5 separate regions of the Sus scrofa genome follow, and all the other regions are linked to region 2. The links are chromatin contacts, called in public HiChIP or PLAC-seq and promoter capture Hi-C maps. All regions are on one chromosome and are shown on one strand. The core of a region is the stretch at or near the end of the contact, and the rest is flanking DNA. Distances in the headings are between cores, read along the strand shown.

Region 1 (2,700 bases), core at 99-2,598, 170 kb before region 2:
TCCTAACTACTGGGCGAGGTGCCCTCCACATCTCCAAACCCAAAGATCCCAATCTATAGCCACCACCCTGGCTTCCGAGATTCCTGCCCCGACCCCACCCCTAGACTGTCTAGACAATCTTCAACCCATCACAGTCAATCTCCTCTCACCACCAATTAACTACTTAGCTATTTAGCTGTCACTCTACCTCTGGGGCAAATCTGGTTTTCCCCTATCACGACTTTAATCATTTCAACCCAGTCTAGGATGAGGTGACTCTCAATTAAAAGGTGAAAATGGTTCTCCTGTTTTCAAGCTCTTATCAAGAGTAAGGAGTCTTGGAGTCTTGGAGTTCCTGTCAGGGCGCAGCACAAAAATCCGACCTGAAACCATGAGGGGTTCTATTCCTGGCCTGGCTCAGGCTCACTGGGTTGGGGATCTGGTGTTGCCGTGAGCTGTGGTATAGGTCGAAGACATGGCTCGGATCCTGCATTGCTATGGCTGTGGTTGTGGTGTAGGCCGCAGCTGTAGCTCTGATTCAACCCCTAGCCTGAGAACCTCCATATGCCTCAGGTTCGGCCTTAAAAGGCAAAAAAAAAAAAAAAAAAAAAAAAAAAAAGAGTAAGGATTCTTAAGTTCTCTTTCTCACTTTTCAATCGCCATAAATCACTTGGCACTGGATTTCTAAATCTTTTTTTTATCCACTCTTCCTCACAAAATAAAAAGTATTGACACTAAGGGATTTATACACCTCATAAGGAGTATGTCATTAGAGTGGAGGGCATGAATTCTGAAGTTTCACACGTATCAGAGCATCGACATTTATAAAGTTAGCTTCAGAATTCACTGTTTGTAATTTCGTCTCAATCTGACTCAAAAAGAAATATCTTGTGGTACATTTAGATGCTAACCTTTCAAAGAGCAAAAATACACATAAGGCAGTCTTAACTTCCCTAGACCAGCTTCACTGGTGTGTCAGAGGCATGCCACTAATGGGGTAGTGGTGGGGAGCCAACATTTCTTAAAATAAGTCACTTTTCCACTATAAACAGACAGTGCCTCCATTTGTCTGCTAAGTCTACGACTCATAACTGATCCAAAACACTAGCTGAAAATGAACATACCCTGACAGCGGGTCAAGCAACAGGGCAGAAACTTTTCATTTTTCATGATGAAGAGAGAACCCAGGCTAGAATGGGGAAAAGGCAGCTTGTGTGCTAAGCTTAGGTGGCTACCTGAAAACATTTCTGCCAATTCCAAGCTAACCACCGCTAGCAGTTCTTTGCTTTGCCACTCAATTCTATCATTTCTTCTTTCTACACCCATGGAAACGACTTCCTGTTTATCAAACAAATGCTTCTTTCCAAAAAAGCCAGGGTGAGGCCAAGATAACTCAGCTGCCTGGGAACAGGTTAACAAGAGTGCACTCACTTTAACATCACACTGCCCCTAACTTTCAGGGGCCCCAAGCTGCCAGTGACCAGAGGAAGAGGGCTTTTTATTTTGTTATTCTTGCCAACTACCTCATACCAGGCTTCTTTATTTGTTGCTGCTTCTTATTACAATTGCTTTCCTTTATCCTTCCTGTGGTCCAGGCCAAAAACCTTGCTGTCATTTTTCATTCACTTTCCCCAACACCTCAAATCCGAGCCAGCAGCAGATTTTATAAACTCTGCTGCTAAAATATATCCAGAATTCAACCATTCCTCACACATCTTCCCATCCCACTCTAGTGCCACCAACCTAGCCCAATGGCCATTCTCTCCGTCCTGGATCATTGCAGTACCCTCAGATTATTACTCCTTACCAGCCTCATAGATTCTGCCCTTGGCCCACTGCGATCTACTCTCAAGATGACAGCCAGAGTAATTATTCTTTTTCGTTTTACTTTTTATTTTGAAATAATTACAAATTCACAGAAAGTTGCAAAGATAGTACAGAGAGACCCCATGTACCATTCATCCAGTTCCCCCCAGTGGTTAAATCTGACATAATTACAGAATATCAAAACCCAGAGTTTGACACAGGTTGTGTGTGTGTGTGTGTGTGTGTGTGTGTGTGTGTGTGTGTACTCTTCTTTTTATCACATGTGTAGATCTGTGGACCTACCACTATTTGGAGTTACTACTGAGTATTCTTGCAGGCATAAAAACAAAACACACACACTATATGTGTTTCCGTCTAACCCAAAAATTACTTTTTCCTTCAGAGTTGTGAGAAAACACAATTCTTTGCAAAGCACAGTCACAAGACATGCTTTAGTTCTAAAGGTTTTTTGTTTTTTGCTTTTGTCTTTCTGTCTTTTCTAGGGTCTCACCCACAGCATATGGAGATTCCCACGCTAGAGGTCTAGTCGGAAGTGTAGCTGCCAGCCACAGCCACAGCCACAGCAACATGGCTGTAACCTCCAACACAGCTCATGGCAACGCCGGATCCTTAACCCACTGAGCAAGGCCAGGGATCGAACCCGCAACTTCATGGTTCCTAGTCAGATTTGTTAACCACTGAGCCACAAGACGAACTCCAGTTCTAAAAGCTTTAAACTAGAACTATTTCTATTCCATTGCCTCTTTACTACATACAAGAGTACTTTATGGAGTTCCCTTGTGGTGCAGCAGGTTAAGGATCTGGCATTGTCGCTGCAGCAGCTCAGGTCACTGCTGTGGTGTAGCTTTGATCCAGGGCCTGGGAATTTCCACGTGCTCTAGGTGCCTGGTGGGG
Region 2 (2,700 bases), core at 131-2,630:
CCAATACTCCCAATGAAGACCACAGAAAAGTGCTAAAGATATTTCCTCCAAAAATGAATTTTCTATGGGTATGGATATGGCTTCCTAATTGACCTTGGCCAACTTCACCACTACAGCCCCACAAATCCCTTGGGAACCAAAGGGCCCAATGAGTGGGTTCCTCATACACCTCCTCAGTCACCAGCCTTTCCCCTCATCACTCAGAGCCCTCCCTGGGTTCTATAAAGCTCACAATCCGGGACCCTCCAACAACTAAATATAACCAGCAATCCAGCGTTCCCAAATTGTTTAACCCCTAAATACCTAGTGCCACCATAAACCTAGGACACACCGCCACCACCGCCTCTGTTCCCTGATCCCCTTCCTGTGGAAAAGCAAAGTAATTTTTTCCTCCTTATTTCCCAGTTTTTTTCATCTCCTCCTCCAATAATCTTATCTGTCCTCAGACCCTCATTCCCACCACCTATCAGTCTTGGACGACCAAATGCTGACTGTTGCCTCTGTCATAAGGTACCAGGTCCCTCATATCTCCCAGCGCCCCCCCCCTGCGCCCACCACATACCCCCAGTATATGTCCCAGCCATCGTGGGTCCCCCTCGTCATCCCACGTCTGCCAGTTTTACCCTTGTTTTCCCCCATCTCTTGGTCCACATTTCCTATTCCCCTGCCTTCATTCCCTTAGGATTTCCTAATTGCTGGTTCCAGAGTCTTCTTAGCTTACTGTCTCCAGGCTCCGGGAGAGTTCCAAACCTCTTCCTTCCAATCATCCCTTCTACTATCCTCCGTACAGCTCTCGGAGCCCCCTCCCCAACCCCGGCTCCCTAGTTCCCCAGGTCCCCGTGATCACTGGCTCCCTGCGTCCCCTTGCCGTGCAGTTACCCTCTCCTGGGTACCCCGGTGTCCCCCACCTTCTGCTCGCCCTCTCCTCACTCCCGCCCGGCAGCCCCCTACCCGTTTTCCCGGTCCCCAACGCTCTCCAATTTCCAGAGCCCCGCTCGCCGCGCCGACCCCTCAGCCTCCGTGTCGCGGGGCTCTCCTGCCCCCGCCACACTTGGACGGTCCCGGGCCGCGCAGCTTCCCCGCCGCCCGGTCCCCCCAGCGCCACTACCTTGGCCTTGGTGACGAGGTGCGTGGCCCTCTTGACCACAGCGAAGTTGCCCTTGCCGATGGTGCGGTCGATCTCGTAGTAGCCGATGCGGGCAGGCACCGGCCCGCGGGAGGCCGGGGCTGGAGGACGCGGCGGGCCAGCCGCCGGGGGCACTGCAGCGGGGGCGGCCGGGGGCCCCGGGGCGGGCGGAGGCAGCAGGCGACCTGCTGGCCCGGCTCCCCCAGCTCCGGCCCCGGCAGCCCCGCCAGCTCCGCTCGCCGCCGCCGCCGCCATCTTGTTGTGCAGTGAAACCTCCGGGGCCGCGGGTAGCCGGCGAGGGGGGTGGAGGGAGCAGGGGGGCGGGAAAAGGAGGGGGAGCGGCGGACGTCACTCCGGGAGGCGGAGCGCCCGCGCCGCCTGGGCCCGGCGCCATGGCAACCGTTGGTCACGTGCCGACGCGCGTCACTGCCCAGAGCCATGGCAACCGTGACCTCACCGGCGAGCTCGACCTTCCCGCGTGGGCCGGGTTCCTCCGGCGCCGGCTCCCGGGTGCCCCCCTCCCGGGAGGAGACAGTGGGCACCGCAAGTGTGCCAGCGGGTTCCAAGCCGCCGCAGCATTGCCCGAGTTGAGGGGGTGCTTTTGCCCGACCCAAAGCCTGCCCTCGATCCCCCTGGAACCGCTAATGTGACCCCGACTATGACCTCTGTCCCAGTTCAGCAATCACTCAGCCTCCTTAAAACAAAATATTTCCTCATCACCAAAAATATTAGCACTGTCCCATTTTAGCCCTTGAGGCCCCAAAGGCAGGAATAGCTACAGTATTGAAGCAACTGTACCCAAGTCGGTAGAGACAGGGGAATTCTTCAGTAAAATTCCTACCTCTTACAAAACCCAGCTCACCCAGTACAACCAATCTAATTGTCACCGAATAGAGAGGAATTGGGAAACTAGGATTTGTGTGTTCAAGGGCGGAGAAACCAGCCCAAACACGCATTCCAGTCGTTGGGTGGGTGAGGACCCAAGCAGGGAGGTCATTTTCCTTCCTCCCACCCTGTCTCTGAACAATTCTATAGCTAGATGACTGTCAAAGTGCCTGCGCCCTATTTCTGTCACTTGTATAACCCTGATGAAGCAGTGGTGGCATTGTCCAGTGAGTCACGTCATGGTTAAAGACAATCCGGTCTGTTGGGCGAAATAAATAAGTAAATAATAAAATTAAAATTTCACCCTTACTAGCGACTCTCCAAGGACGTTAAAGGTGATCAAATGTATAATTCCAACAGTAAATCTCATATATGTTTTTCTTCCCTCATCTTTTATCTTCTATCCGTTTCCCTCCAGAGCTTTCACTAGCTCCCAAGTTCCCCATACCCTCACTTCCTGGCTCCCTTTATTAACTAGATTGGCTTTAACAGCTTCAGTTGGGGCCCGGGAGGGGTAGGAGACTGAGCTTTCAAAAACAAGGTGGTCTTGGCAGGTTGACGGTTGGGGGGTGGGGAGACCATGAACACCAATGTTAAAATGTATTCCTTCAGTCCAGTCCTGATCCCTCCACATCTGCGTCTCTCTCAAAGGCAAAAGTGTGTTGTCAGGTCACTGCCTGTACGCTATT
Region 3 (2,700 bases), core at 58-2,557, 190 kb before region 2:
CGCAAAAGATACATGCATGGTTAACTAAAAGTAAACATAATTGGTTTATGTCAGCAAAACCAGCACTGTTTCCCTTCATGAACCTGGACTGAGTGAGGTGAGTGGTATTTGTTCCTTTAGTAACAAAAATAAAATTGAGTAATGACTGATATCAAGACCACAGCAGATCAGTAAACACATATTAAGTCTACTCCACTGGACCCAGGATTTTCAGAGACTAGAGATATACCGACTTATGACTTCTTATGACTAGAGATATACTGACCTTAAATATTACACAAAGTGGCCTTATTATTAAGGAGGTTTATTCAAAATAAGGAACATGCACTTTATTTACAACTGAACCAAGAACGTTTACATTTTATCTTTAACTCCTTTTGTGCTTCAACTTCCCCCCTTCACTTCTCCCCATGCCACTATCTGAAAAGAAAAGAGATGGGAGATGGAAGCGGGTGTGTTTTGGGGAGGCATACTGAGAAAACAAGCAAGAGCAGCCAAAGGACAGGGGCTCACTGACTTATACTTTTATGCACATAAATATTTATATTTATGCACAGGTATGACAGGCTGGAACTCCCTCCGGGCCCGGGCCCATCTGTGCCCACACTCCCAGCACCTGAGGACGCCACCTCTCTACTCTCGGAAACTACCCTCCCTTTCCTAGTTTTACTCTCTTTGACACTTCTGCCTCCTTTGGCCTTTGCTTTTCTTCCTACCTTCTCCAGAAGGTGTTTTCTAGTGAGGCTTGTGCTGATTTTGACTATTGCTCCTTGCCCTGGTTTGTTTGGTTATCACTCACCAAATTTATGCCTCTGGCCCTGGCACCATTCTTAAGTTCCTGACGTGAACTTCCAATACCTACCTGGGAAGAAACATCTTAAACTCGCCATTTTCCAAAATCAAATCTGCTCTTTCAGCGATGTTCCCAGGCTCATTAACGGCATCACTATCCCATCACTAGGCTCACTAGAGTCCTGGCTCCCCTCTACCTCTCATTTCCACTTCAAACTGGCGATACAACTTCTGCTGCTTCTACCCTGTGTGTCTGGACCCCAGCTCCTCCTTTCCATTTCCATTCCCACCATCTCAGTTCATACTCTTTTTATCTCTGACCCAGAGTGTTGCTCTTGGCTTGCTACCTCCTCCTCCTTCATTTCCCTCTAAGTCATTCACACAGCACAGTGACACAAACAGCACTGCGCCGCCTCCTTGCTCAAAGACATTGGGTGGCTCCCCTCTACTTACAAAAGAGTCTAGCTCTCTCATAATTGTCATTTAAGGTCCTTCACAACCCAGCTCCACCCTCTTTCCAACCCATCCCTGGCTATTCCAGCATCACCAGACGATTCACATCCTGTGTTTATGTGCCTCTCTTATGCTATTTCCTCTTTGCCCTTTCCTTTCCTTTCCATATTTGAAATATCACTCATTTTCAAGGCCCCGTCAAATATTACTTCCTGTATGAAGCCTTAACTGACTTCCACCACAAAATACCATGTCAGTGGCTTCTTCCTCTATGCTTCCATTGCCCCCTGTTTGTACCTCTACAGCCCAATTACAACTCTGTCTCATATTATACTGAGTTGTATTATGTGTTTATATCCTAAACTAGTTGGTAAATGGGAAGGATATTGTTTTATTTCTTAGTCTCCACACAGTGTGTTCATACATAGCAGGGACTCAAGAAAGGGTCACAAAGTTAAACTGCAATAAAAATGCAATAAAATCACTGGGCCAAACCTCTTGTCACCTCCTGGCCACTGAAGCATTTTCATACTGACTGGCAGCTGGCCAGCTACTAGAGCCACTACCTCCCAGCCAGCCCTCCTAAGGTTTTAAAACACTTAATGATCAGGAGGGGGTTAAAGGTCAGGGCCACCATTAGAATCATTACAGCTACTTCAATGAGAAATCAAACACTCATTTATCAATGCAAAATAAATGCCTCTTCTGTCAAGTCGTCCCGGATCTCCTATGAGAAATGTCCTCTACCTTCTCTGCACTTCCTTATTTGAATTCTTCCTTTATTTTGGTTATTTTTGTATATAAACATCCTACTCTTCTAACTCCTTAAGAACATCCTGTCTCTCCGGGTAGAGATCTACCTCCTCTTGGTCCAGCTCTTTAAAAAAACCTTTTTCATCTCTGACTCTCACATTACCCAGCATATTGTTTAAACACAGTAGGTACTTAGCAAATGTGGACTATGAATGCAACTGCAATTAAAGCCCTGCCAATGAACCTACAGCTTTTGAAACCCAATAAATTTATACACTGAAGTCTACATGCACACTAAAACATGTTTTTCTTAAGAGATTGGAGACAGGTTGCCAAAAATGTCAATGAATGAGATTTAACAGAACATATATCTTTGGGAAAACATCTTTTCATTGATTAGCAAAGACCTCCCCCAAGTCCTTTTCCAGGACTGCCCTTCCTCTGCACATTGAGGAAGAGACTTGCTGGTAGAGTTTGTAATAACTCTGACATTAGTATGATTGGATAGCAAAGTGAAGAGTGAGTTATTCTGGGGTATTCTGATTTGGTGGGGTTTTTTTGTTTGCTTGTTTGTTTGTTTTGTCTTTCTAAGGCCGTACCAGAGGCATATGGAGGTTCCCAGACTAGGAGCTGAATTGGAGCTGGAGCTGCCAACCTACACCACAGCTCACGGCAACGCCAGACCCTTAACCCACTGAGCAA
Region 4 (2,700 bases), core at 37-2,536, 250 kb before region 2:
TGCTCACGCACTTTGGTGAACGTGCTGCCCAGGCTGTCCCAGTTGTCCAGGAGTTTCAGGCTAAAGGGAAGAGAGAGAGGAGGGCTCAGGGCAGGCCTCCCGGGTGGCACCGTGGACACCTCTGGAGCTGCAACCCAGCACCCCAGCTTGGCTGGGGTGGGACCGGGCACATGTGCCCCTGAAAGTGTGGTTGCTGGGGCCAGACCCTCAGCCTAGCTTCTCTCCATCATTGTGCACGCGCGCGAGCGCACACACACACACACACACACACACACACACCCCGCCACCACACTGCACCCCATCGACCAGATAGACCGAGGAGCTGCGTTTGGTGCCCAGTCCTGTCTGTCCCTGAAGCCAGTCCTTTTAAGGACCTGGTCTCTACCCTTCCAGCCCATTCTCCTCTCTGAAGACAGCTGTCCCTGCTACTGGCAGGAGCAGAGGAGGGAAGTTAGGACGAATGGACCCATTGCACCTGCAGGCAGAGTGAGGTGCTGTAGATACTGACTGGGCAGCCCTGCTAAGCGGAGGTGACCCTGCATGGGGAGCCCACTCCTCTCTTCCATCCAGGTCTTCTATGGGGCCCATCAAATAGCAGGTGGGGATTCGGCCAATCTGGCTGCTTCTTCCCACAGGCCTCTCCACCCCATCCCCAGCACCGGTACCCCCTACCTCTGCCCTAGGCCCCAGGGTCCTTACTTGAGGTGTTTTCCCAAAGCGGAGGCTTCAAACTGGGCCACATAATCTCTGCCACTGTCTTTGATCGCATCCACATACACGGTGGCAAAATCCTTCACCCGATCCCAGGGTGACTGCGGGTCATCTTGCTGCCAGAAATGCCGAGCCTGGCTCCCTGGGGGTGGGAGGGAAGACCCAGATCAGGCCAGCTCCGGGTCAGGATCTGAGCTGAAATGCCAGGCAGCGGAGAAGGGCAGGAGGGAGAAATTCTGCTCCCCATGCTCAGGAGGGTGGACTGCAGGGGTTCAGGCAGAAGACACCCCCGAAGGTTGGCTCCCTAGGTTGGGGGCACCTACCTGTGAGGAAGAGCACAGCCAAGGTCAGCACCACGGCTTTCATCCTGAAGGGACGTGGGTGACCTGGAGGAGAAGAGGGGCCGGCTGAGTGCAGGAGGCGGGGCACAGAGAGGGAGAGGGCCAGGGGTCCAGTGCCCCAGGGCAGAGGCTGGAGCTGGGATCCCAGGGCCTGAGCTTCCAGTGCCTAGAGCTGGGGGAAGCCAGGGTAACCTGAGCAAGTAGCAGCACTCACCTCGATGCGCCAGCGGTCTCTGACCGCCCGGTCTCCTCCAGCCTATTTATGCTGCCAAGCAGGGGCTGGGCTGGGAGGCTGATAAGCCCAGCCCAGGCCTTGCCGCCGCTCACTGGTCCTGGAGATGTGGAACTTAGAGTTCAAGGATCAGCTTTGTCCCTGGGGCCGGGCAAATACATCGGGCAAACAGGAAGCTGTGGGGGCTGCAGGGCCAGGGATCAAGGGTTCAGGCGGGGGTGGGAGGGGGTGGGTGCGGGCTTGCAGGTCCCCAGAGTCGGGGTCAGCTGGCCCCTTCTCGGTGGTGGCTGTGTTCCCGCCATTGTCCATTGTGCCAGCGCAGCAGGCGAGAGGCAGGAAGGAAGAAAAACGCACGAGCTGCCAGGGATGGCCGGGACTCCTCGGCTCAGGCCATGTCCTCCCCTGCGGTCCCCTCGCATTCCAGGGAGATTATCTCACCCCCACCCTGCCCCCATCTCACACAGCGGCAGTCGGTCCTCTCACCAGTGCTGTCCCAGCTCCCGTCCCCACCTCCTCCCAGGCCCTCGACCTCCTTCCTGGATCCCTGAGCGCAGGGGAGAGCGCTCAGTAGCTCCCAGGCTTTGAGACGTCTGAGTCCTCGAACGTTTCCAGACAAATTCTAGAGCCCAACACACAGCTGCCGACGTTTCGTTTTGTCATGTTAAAAATCTTACCCACCATCGCCCCTGACCGGATCCAAACCCTACCGTCTATTGTGACCAGCACTTCAAAAAAAGAACAGGCTTTTTTTTTTTTTTTCCTCCAAAACAATTAAAATTTAAAAAAGATTTTTTTAAACACTAAAACAGGGTATAATCTCAGAATAAAGGACAGTCCCTTAAATGGCATGCATAGATCTTGCCTTGTTCATCTCGATATTGGATCCCACACCAATGAGAATGGACACCAGCCTTAGGGAAAGGCCTCTGGACTGCTGGTGGCAAGGGCCTGGTTTCTCATTTCATTTTTGTCTTCAACTTGCAAAATCCTGAAGGAGGTTCGGGAGCCAGTTATGTCATCTGAGCCTTGGTTTCTTGTCAGTAAAATGAAGACAAAAACGAGTGCTGCTGGAGGATGGACCCAGGGAAATCCTGTAAAGCAGTGCTGTGTGTTTGTGGGTGTTTGTTTGCAGAGCCATTTTGTAAAGTTTCTCCTTGGAAGGCCTGAAATCCCGGATGCCAGGTCCCCAAAAGGGCCTGGGGCATAGAAGCTGGGAATGTGCAAGGAGAGAACTCTGAGATCTGCCCCTGGGCTCTCCCCTGCCCGCCATCCTCAGACGAGGACCCTGAAGAGTGGAGGATCTGCCCAGTGTCCCTGGTCTTGCAGGGAGCTGGAGGAAGGGCTGGACTGAGGACCCAGGTCTCTGGACTGAGGAGCCAGGGCAGAAAGGCACCCTGTACCACCGACCCAAGAAAC
Region 5 (2,700 bases), core at 154-2,653, 210 kb before region 2:
AAATATTTACTGAAACTCAATGAGACTGTATTTGTGGAAATACTTTTTTAAAACTAAAATTCTCTATGAGATACAAAATGGTCCATTTCTATTTCACTACAGCTATCCTGAAAATAAAACTGGTCAGTGATAATAACAATAACAATAATAAATTAAAGAGACTTTAATGCGTTAAAAGACTTTACACACAAGGCCCTGCGCTTACTGACTTTATTTAATTTAATCTTCATGACAACCCTATACTAGATCCTGTTATCAGCCCAGTCTAGAAAAGAAGGAACGAGTTGGCTAAGGAACCAACACCAAGGAGCAGCAGAGCCCGGATATGACTTCCCCTTATTTGGCTTCATGTGGATATGAATTGTTGGATCTATTTTTCCAGAGTAAACTCAACTTTGCGACCCCACGATTTCAGCACCATTTGGTACACACCATTCTATATCATCATCTTGAAAGGCATACTAAGAGAAATGAAGAAAAATTACTCAATTTTTAATTTACTCTGATTTTAAAAGAAAATACATCAAAGTTCCATACATCAAAGTTCCTCTACCAAAATATTTTATAGCAGGCATTCATTTGTTATTGCTTTGTGACTAAAAGTGTATCCAAGAGTTCACTGGTGACCTAGTGGTTAAAGATTTGGCATTGTCACTGCTGTGGCTCAGGTTCCATCCCTGGCCTGGGAACTTGTGCATGCTGCAGGCATGGCCAAAAAAAAAACAAAAAAAACAAAAAAAACAAAAAAAAAAAACAAAAAAAAAAACATATTCAGGGAGTTCCTGAGGCTCAGTGGAAACAAATCTGACTAGCATCCATAAGGACCCAGGTTCGGTCCCTGGCCTTGCTCAGTGGGTGAAGGATCCTGCGTTGCCATGGCTGCAGTGTAGGTCACAGACGTGGCTCAGATGCCAAGTTGCTGTGGCTATGGGGTAGGCCGGCAGCTGTAGCTTCAATTCAACCCCTAGCCTGGGACCCTCCACCACATGCAGCCCTAAAAAGCCAAAAAAAAAAAAAGCATATTCAAATGCGGTATCGACTCCGAAGCCTGTAGTTTCTACATTCCTATAAAATAAATGCCATCTACAACATTAAGCTTTCATTCAAATTATGTCTCCAGAGTAGCAAGGCTAGAACCCACAACTGTAGCATTTGTGTGGATAACAAATATCATTGCCATACACCTTTATGGTCTGCAATTACCTGTGAGGAAAAAAATGTCCTTGATTTAGAAAGTTACTAAAACTAAAGGCTCCTAGCTATAATGGAAAAAATAAAAATCATTATTTAAAAATTAAAAAAAAAATTAAAAAAAACTAAAGGCTCCCGTATAGGGAGAAGGCCGGAGACTGATTCCAAAGCTGTGGTATTGTTAGGACCTCTAGATGGCACTCTACTGTTTTCTTTTGGTTTCCATATAGCATTTTGTGCCTAACTGTAGCCACATCAGTCCTGAATCAGATGACCAAGAAAGAATGGTATTCAGTTACAGCCTTGCTTTAAAATAAAATTTTCAAGGTATTTTTGTAAAAATAACGACAAATAACACCACCATAATAAGTTGTGATTAGAAGATGTACTTGATTCAATTTTAGGATCTTGAAAGCTCTATTCAGTCACCCTTAACCATTATTTGGTTTCAGATGCCTTGAAAAATCTCCAGAAAAATGTGAACAAGAACTTATACACAAAAATTTGCATATAACTTTAGTCTGTTCAAGGAGCCCCAGAGCCTGTCAGAGATGCCCCAGATGTCCACAGGTCCCACGCTGAGAACTCTTGGTTGCAGTGGCAACACCTAACAGACAGGAGCTCTCATCTGTGTGCCCTACATAACATCCAGCTCACGGAGGAACAGAAATCTAACACCCTCATATGTTGCACAGATGGTAAAATATGACAAAATGCGGAAAGCTGGGGTATTATTATCAACTTCTGTTTCCTAAGTGTCATATATAGCTCTGGAAATTATATTCAAACTAGACTGGAACATACCATTCTATGTAAAATATGGAAAGAGGGAGAAAACAAAGGGAATAAATGCTCTCAAACCTAATAACACAATCAACCACTGGATGGTCAGTATAAATAAGTGGAAAGAAAATGAAGTCTTGGATCAAACAGTACAAAACATCAACTTTCCCAGATGCCAAAATGAACTCCAATGTCAAAAATGGCCCCATCAGTTGCTCCCTCTCAAAGACAGAGCCTTTGACTCTGAACAGAACTGGAGCTTCTGGGCAGCGCAGGAACCCAGGCTGTGTGTGTGCAGAGGGGAGGGGAGTTGGGGGGGGGGGGGCTCCCTTCAGAGCTGCTCTCATCTGCTCTGTGCAGGCGCCAGGCAGCCTCTGCAGAGAAAATCACTGTGGGCCCATGAAACTTGATGCCATCAGATCAGTGACTGGAGGATGCGCAGCTCAGGCCCTGCCTTGTGGTGCTGACAGGCATTTGGATGACTTCTGGAGAGAGGGCTGCTGTATGGGCAGGGTCCTAAAATGGGAATTAAGTTTAGACCGCCATCTCAAGTTGTAATTCCATCTGAGGCTACATCTTTAACATCTTTTTCTTTTTTGACCTTGATAATAAACAGCTTTCTCTAAGAGGCTGAAAGTATTCAGCCTAAAGGGGAAGAAATAAAGGATGAGGAAAGGGAGTTAATATCCAACTTCAAACTCACCCAACATAGTTAACCGAAGTTCT

What was found. Promoter capture Hi-C pulls out the DNA fragments that hold promoters and counts their contacts. HiChIP or PLAC-seq counts read pairs in DNA pulled down with a chosen protein or histone mark.
Region 1: a contact with region 2 is called in an H3K27ac HiChIP or PLAC-seq map of alveolar macrophages. The contact joins the enhancer-like site here to the promoter of SIK3 in region 2. A contact is called at or near these places in 3 of 5 promoter capture datasets (fetal liver, liver and skeletal muscle), 6 of 47 Hi-C or Micro-C datasets (embryonic fibroblasts, fibroblasts, skeletal muscle and 1 more) and 2 of 2 datasets of contacts at active chromatin or transcription factors (alveolar macrophages and skeletal muscle).
Region 3: an H3K27ac HiChIP or PLAC-seq map of alveolar macrophages shows a contact between it and region 2. The contact joins the enhancer-like site here to the promoter of SIK3 in region 2. A contact is called at or near these places in 1 of 5 promoter capture datasets (fetal skeletal muscle), 6 of 47 Hi-C or Micro-C datasets (embryonic fibroblasts, fibroblasts, skeletal muscle and 1 more) and 2 of 2 datasets of contacts at active chromatin or transcription factors (alveolar macrophages and skeletal muscle).
Region 4: a promoter capture Hi-C map of fetal liver shows a contact between it and region 2, with 4 times the contacts expected there. The contact joins the promoter of APOA1 here to the promoter of SIK3 in region 2. A contact is called at or near these places in 3 of 5 promoter capture datasets (fetal liver, fetal skeletal muscle and liver), 2 of 47 Hi-C or Micro-C datasets (heart right ventricle and liver) and 2 of 2 datasets of contacts at active chromatin or transcription factors (alveolar macrophages and skeletal muscle).
Region 5: a contact with region 2 is called in an H3K27ac HiChIP or PLAC-seq map of skeletal muscle. The contact joins the enhancer-like site here to the promoter of SIK3 in region 2. A contact is called at or near these places in 5 of 5 promoter capture datasets (fetal liver, fetal skeletal muscle, liver and 1 more), 27 of 47 Hi-C or Micro-C datasets (adipose tissue, alveolar macrophages, blood and 15 more) and 2 of 2 datasets of contacts at active chromatin or transcription factors (alveolar macrophages and skeletal muscle).

Annotation. Positions count from the first base shown.
Region 1 is chr9:44,303,158-44,305,857 of Sscrofa11.1, forward strand. The region is part of intron 4 of SIK3 (serine/threonine-protein kinase SIK3); the gene reads right to left. Among named protein-coding and RNA genes, the nearest start is that of APOA1, 86 kb to the left of the region's middle. Within about 2 kb of position 1,349, at least 8 of the 83 cell types and tissues checked have an H3K27ac peak or open chromatin away from gene starts, as enhancers often do. A contact at or near this core is called in alveolar macrophages and embryonic fibroblasts, where this site is marked.
Region 2 is chr9:44,470,309-44,473,008 of Sscrofa11.1, forward strand. SIK3 (serine/threonine-protein kinase SIK3) reads right to left here and starts at 1,381. Exons shown (of 25, transcript XM_021062877.1): 1 at 1,109-1,381. The coding sequence starts at 1,381.
Region 3 is chr9:44,279,509-44,282,208 of Sscrofa11.1, forward strand. All of the region lies in intron 5 of SIK3 (serine/threonine-protein kinase SIK3), which reads right to left. Among named protein-coding and RNA genes, the nearest start is that of APOA1, 62 kb to the left of the region's middle. Within about 2 kb of position 1,308, at least 11 of the 83 cell types and tissues checked have an H3K27ac peak or open chromatin away from gene starts, as enhancers often do. A contact at or near this core is called in alveolar macrophages, where this site is marked.
Region 4 is chr9:44,217,074-44,219,773 of Sscrofa11.1, forward strand. It overlaps APOA1 (apolipoprotein A1), which reads right to left and starts at 1,287. Exons shown (of 4, transcript NM_214398.1): 1 at 1,267-1,287; 2 at 1,035-1,097; 3 at 700-853; 4 at 1-60. The coding sequence starts at 1,077.
Region 5 is chr9:44,259,113-44,261,812 of Sscrofa11.1, forward strand. All of the region lies in intron 7 of SIK3 (serine/threonine-protein kinase SIK3), which reads right to left. Among named protein-coding and RNA genes, the nearest start is that of APOA1, 42 kb to the left of the region's middle. Within about 2 kb of position 1,404, at least 7 of the 83 cell types and tissues checked have an H3K27ac peak or open chromatin away from gene starts, as enhancers often do. A contact at or near this core is called in fetal skeletal muscle and skeletal muscle, where this site is marked.